Regions from separate parts of the Callithrix jacchus genome. Here region 2 is linked to region 1. Evidence: chromatin contacts called from public Hi-C data. All regions are on one chromosome and are shown on one strand. Each heading gives the region's core, a stretch centred on a gene start, on an enhancer-like site or on the middle of the called end of the contact. The rest is flanking DNA. Distances are from core to core; before and after follow the strand shown.

Region 1 (2,846 bases), core at 247-2,746:
AGGCTATAGAGCAATCGATGAGATAGGATACATTTAGAATGGACTGGTGTTTCTGAAGAAAAACACAGAAGAAGCCAGGCACGGTGGCTCATGCCTATAATTCCAGCACTTTGGGAGGCTGAGGCGGGTGGATCACAAGGTCAAGAGATCGAGACCATCCTGGTCAACATGGTGAAATCCCGTCTCTACTAAAAACACAAAAATTAGCTGGGCATGGTGGTGCGCGCCTGCAGTCCCAGCTACTCGGGAGGCTGAGGCAGGAGAATTGCTTGAACCCAGGAGGCAGAAGTTGCGGTGAGCCGAGATTGTGCCATTGCACTCCAGTCTGGGTAACAACAGCGAAACTCCGTCTCAAAAAAAAAAAAAAAAAAAAAAAAAGAGAGAAAAACACAGAAGAAACTTTCAAATAAAAGGGAGCTATCAATTGTGTGCCATGATAAAGGGAATCTATGGCTGGGTGCAGTGCCTGTAATCCCAGCACTTTGGGAAGCTTGGACACAAGGATCGCTTGAGCCCAGTTTGAAAACAGCCTGGGCAACGAAGTGAGACCCCTGTCCCTACAAAAACTCAAAAACTTAGCCAGATGTGGTTATGCACCTGTGGTCCCAGCTACATTGGAAGCTGAGGCAAGAGGATCACAAGAGCCCAGGAGGTTGAGGCTGAGTGAGTGAATACTCCAGTCTGGGTGACAGAGTGAGACCCTGTCTCAATAAAAGAGAATCTAAGTAGGGTGAAAGCTGAAAAGGGGTCACATGATAAAAAAATATAGTGAGTCATTCAGAATACTTCAAAAAGAAAAATAAATGTGTTTTATTTATGGAGTTTCTGGACAATGTTTTCAAATGACAAACAAAACTAATTTTCCACTGTTAACCAACTCCATAGGTCAAGCTAAGTTTTCATGTACATCGAACAATACAGTCATACTAAAAAGTGAAAACTTGCTAATAGGTCATTAGACATATGCTGCATCATCTTGTGGGCTGAACCGAGTCACCTGGCAAGCTTGGTGCACAAAAAGGCAGCTTGCATGGCTGAAACAAAGTGAGGGAAAGAGGACAAATTTAAGAGTTGGAGTCAGATAGAACTTTAAGGAAGAGTTCACGTCTTGAAAAATGATCGTACCAACGAGGATTTCACTCTGAATGAGATGGGAAACTTAAGGAGGTTTGGAGCAGAGGATTGACATGATTTGATTTCTGTTTCCACAGGATCACTCCCGATACTCTGTTGAGAATAAAGTATGGGGCAAGGGGAGGTGAAAGCCGACAGACCAGTCTGGAAGCTACTGGGATCCAAAATTGACATGAGCGTGGTTTGGACGGGTGGTAATTGCTGCTATGGAGATAAGAAGTCAGATAGTAGATGTGTTTTGAAGGCAAAGCCCACAGAGAAAATACTAGAAAGAAATTGGAACTGTGCATATACACGATTGCTTTATCCTAGGGCTTTTTTTTCCTTTCTTTCAGTAAAAACTAGCTGGTTGGAGGTGGAAGCAATGTTGAGATGGATTGTTTCCACACTCAAAGAAACACAGCGTAGTTGGATGATAATGAGAAAACTGCAGTGGTAAGGAAAAACTTAAACCAGGGGCAAATGGCCAGAGCAATGTCCTTGAAAAGATAAGAGGAGCAGGGAGCTATGCCAAGGGGAAGGGCTGGCCCACTCCTGCTTAGCCCTCTCTACTCTGACCTAATACCTCCCAAACTCTTGAACAGATCCCTTTTTAATGCTAACAACTCTCAAGGATTATCTATGTTAGTGGTTGTACTCTGAGTACTCACTGACCCACTGATGAAGAAAACACAGAATTATGACTTTTTTTTTTGAGATGAAGTTTCGCTCTTGTTGCGGAGGCTGGAGTGCAGTGGCATGATCTCGGCTCACTGCTACTTCCCCCTCCTGGGTTCAAGCGATTCTCCTGCCTCAGCTTCCTGAGCAGATGGAATTACAGGCACCCACCACCACGCCCAGCTAATTTTTTTTTTTTTTTTTAAGATGGGGTCTCACCATGATGGCCAGGCTGGTTTTGAACTCCTGACCTCAGGTGATCCACCCACCTTGGCCTCCCAAAGTGCTAGGATTACAGGTGTGAGCCACTGTGCCCAGCCATTTTTTTTTTTTTTAAGTAGAGATGGGGTTTCACCATGTTGGCCAGGCTGGTCTCAAACTCCTGACCTCAGGTGATCCACCCTCCTCAGCCTCCCAAAGTGCTAGGATTATAGGCATGAGCCACTGTCCCCGGCCTGACTTTATCATCAACACTAACAATAGTTAAATTACATTTAAGAAAAATAAGTTATGTGATAGGCATTTTGTTATGGCTGTTTGGACCGTACTCAATATTTGGTGCGTACATAGACTAACATATCCCTTGAAACCCTAAAGATTCATGCCTACAGTTCACGATTTGGAAAACTTGCTTTCGTAAAACTACAGAGCCCTTGGCTTTCTGAATATGCCTGGGTACTTTTGAACATGCTGTTTCCTCCAGGAGGCCCTTTCATCTTACCTATCCTTAAGGGCATAGGTTTAATTTCTTCTCCACTCAATCACAGTTAGACTTCACATTTTCCTTTGTGTTCCAATAACCATTTATTCTTGTGCTTCGAACTACTCATATTCTGTTTATGTAGTAATTGGATATGCAACTTATACCTCTAGACCCTTAAACACTAAATTTATGTCCTGTGCAAATACATATCTGTATACATATGTTTTCTCTTCTATCACCTAAGGTTATTTCAGCCTGAAATGATGTCATGTTCATTTTTGTTTTCCAACAGTGGATAGTTCAGTACTAAATGGAATAGAAAAATGTGAGAGATTGGATTTATTTTGTGGTG
Region 2 (2,700 bases), core at 3-2,502, 180 kb before region 1:
GTGGTCACTCATGACTGTAGCCCCAGCACTAAGGGAGGCCAAGGCAGATGGATCACTTGAGGTCAGGAGTTTGAGACCAGCCTGGCCAATATGGCAAGACCCCATCTCTACAAAAAATAAAAAAATTAGCCAGGTGTGGTGGCATGTGCCTATAGTCCCAGCTACTTGGGAGGCTGACACAGGAGAATCTCTTGAACCGGGGAGGCGGAGGTTGCAGTGAACTGAGATTGCACCTCTGCAGTCCAGCCTGGGTGATAGAGTAAGACTCTGTCTCAAAAAAAAAAAAAAAAATGCTATTATAAAAGCAAGGTTAACTCAGGAGGCCAGAGATCTATGTGGCCTGCACTTTGGAGAACAGCTTCTAGTAGTTAATACTTACAGAGGCTTGTGACGAACCAAAAGAATCTTTAGAGAAAGGGTTCTCAAATGCATTGTCAGCAGATTTGGTAACTGGCAGGGAAACTTGTCTGGGCACTGGCTTTGGTGGTTCTAGAAGGCAAAAAATCCAGGCAATCAGTAGACAAGCTTTCCCCAAATATAAGCCAGTCCCCAAGTCAGCTTATCTTTGAAATTTAGTTCCATACTTTTGAAATTTACATCAGTGGAACAAAAATCAACACCAAAGTTTAGGTATCCCAATAATTGTCATCTTTCTCAGAAGAGAAAGCCATGCATATTTATCTGAAGTGCAAGAGACTCAGAATCACCTCACTTAAAGTCATGGAACATGGATGATGCCTTATTACACAGCCCTCCAGTCATCACATTTCAACTCATGACAGCCCTTTTAAGAATTATCACTAGAGGGCAGCATTGGGTCAGTCCTCAGATACAACTAAGATAAACAGTCATCACCAAAAGGTAAATGGTCAAGTTGTCTCCGTAATCCTTGATTACCAAAAGAAGCAAGAGCAAGGCTCTTGGTGAGTGGGAGAGGGTTCATTTGGAGGATTCATTTAGGTCCATGTGGCAGTGGAGATAGTTGTTGGAATAGTAGGCAGAGTGGTGAGTGGCTTACCGTTGATCTTACTCAGTAGTTGATTGGCATCAAGGTCATCATGGTCTGCATTCTCCTGAGGAATGCCAACCTTGCTGTTGAAATAACTGGAAAAGGCACTTGAAGTCCCAGAAGAAGTCTGCTCTCCCTTCCGTGCAGGCACAGTAGGTGGCTGCCGCAGTTGGAAGTCCTTAAACATTTCTTTCACATCCTTGATCTCTTTATCCCCAAGTGGGTCTAAGGCAGTGAAGGCATCACTGGAGATGTCCTTGGGAGGGCCAGCTCTGGGAGGTGGCTGCGGAGGAGTGACCAGGAGAGAGGACAGCATGGACGGGGACTGAGTAGACACAGCAGGAGCTGGAAAAATATTGCTCTGAAAAGGATTCCCCAAAGAGCTTGTTGCTGACCAAGCATTGGGTGTCACAGATGCAGAAGGGCCCCAGACAACAGGTACTGGAGAAGCAGTTGAGGCTGCAAAGGATGAAGGCTGGTTCCAACCTGGGACAGCTGGACTTGTACCAAAAATGACGGGCTGACCAAAACCTGCAGGTTGACCACCCATCATGGCTCCCGGAACCATTGAAGGGGACTGATTGAAGACCAAAGATGTTGTGTTCCATGGTCCCGCCTGAGGGAGTGTGACAGCTACACCACCTGAAGAAAGAGGAAGAAAAGTACTTATCAGGAGACAAGCTTGAAGAAGATTCTTGAATTTCAGAAAGCACAACTCTCTGGAAAGCTTCTACGCAGCTAAAACTTCCATCAAGCCCTGCGGCTGACATGGGAAGACTAAAGGTTCCGAGAGATTAATCGCTGTAAAAGTTGGCTAGCTAACAATGTAAGGTGAGCATTCATATGCTGGTTGCATTCTGAGGCTCATGTTCTTCCTACCATGCCTTTTGAGCTTTCCTCATTAGAAGGGTAATACAGTCTATAAGTACCTACTCATCAAAAAAATAAGCCCTTATCATATAGGCATTAGTTGTCTGATACATTTCAAACTAGAACAGAGCCTGTCAATAGTAGGAGATTATTTGTTAAGTGAATATATTTATATGCACAAACCATGCTGATTATGATGTAGTTAATTAAGATAATCCACTGGACTCTCTGAGTCATGGATGTGATCTTTTCATTTGGCAACTCGCTCATGTCTGGAGTCTTATGGAAACCAGTGATCACACATGTGCACAAGGCCTCAACATGCTTGCATCCTGAAGAAACCATTTCAGTTCCTTCACTTTTTAATGCTGCCAAGGCTGACACAGCTGCGTAAAGGGAAGATAAAGTTTGGCCAATACTAAGATAGCTTTAGACTTTTATATATAAAAATGGAGGAAAGGATGTTATCCTGGGAGGACTGTTTCACATAGAAGTGCTTCCTGCCACGTGCCACTTACTAAGCCTTGCCAGGAGTTAGAACAGAGGATTTAAAAGGGGAAGGGAGGGGGATAGGACAATGGAAACAAAAATCTTTCAAGGTAACTAATGGCCTGCGTTGGGGCATCTGATCTTTGTCGTGACTGGCTCCATCTCTCGTGGCCTTGCTATGTTATTAGGAATTCGTTAAATCACAACAATCCAGGTCTGTCCAATGATGACCTCTGATTCTTGAGGGGCTCGCTCCCTGCGTCTTACTCTAATATGCAGGGCACTATCTTTCCTGCCTCTTTCCAAGTGCATTAATGATTCAGCGACACTGT

What was found. A called contact is a pair of places that touch in the nucleus more often than the background predicts.
Region 2: a Hi-C map of induced pluripotent stem cells shows a contact between it and region 1, with 2.9 times the contacts expected there. The contact joins two enhancer-like sites. A contact is called at or near these places in 3 of 3 Hi-C or Micro-C datasets (induced pluripotent stem cells and skeletal muscle).

What each region holds. Positions count from the first base shown.
Region 1 is chr2:166,005,236-166,008,081 of calJac240_pri, reverse strand. No RefSeq gene overlaps it. Among named protein-coding and RNA genes, the nearest start is that of DAB2, 92 kb to the left of the region's middle. Within about 2 kb of position 1,496, at least 2 of the 16 cell types and tissues checked have an H3K27ac peak or open chromatin away from gene starts, as enhancers often do.
Region 2 is chr2:166,188,338-166,191,037 of calJac240_pri, reverse strand. It overlaps DAB2 (DAB adaptor protein 2), which reads right to left. Exons shown (of 14, transcript XM_078365547.1): 11 at 1,019-1,651; 12 at 380-489. Among named protein-coding and RNA genes, the nearest start is that of C9, 14 kb to the left of the region's middle. Within about 2 kb of position 1,252, at least 3 of the 16 cell types and tissues checked have an H3K27ac peak or open chromatin away from gene starts, as enhancers often do.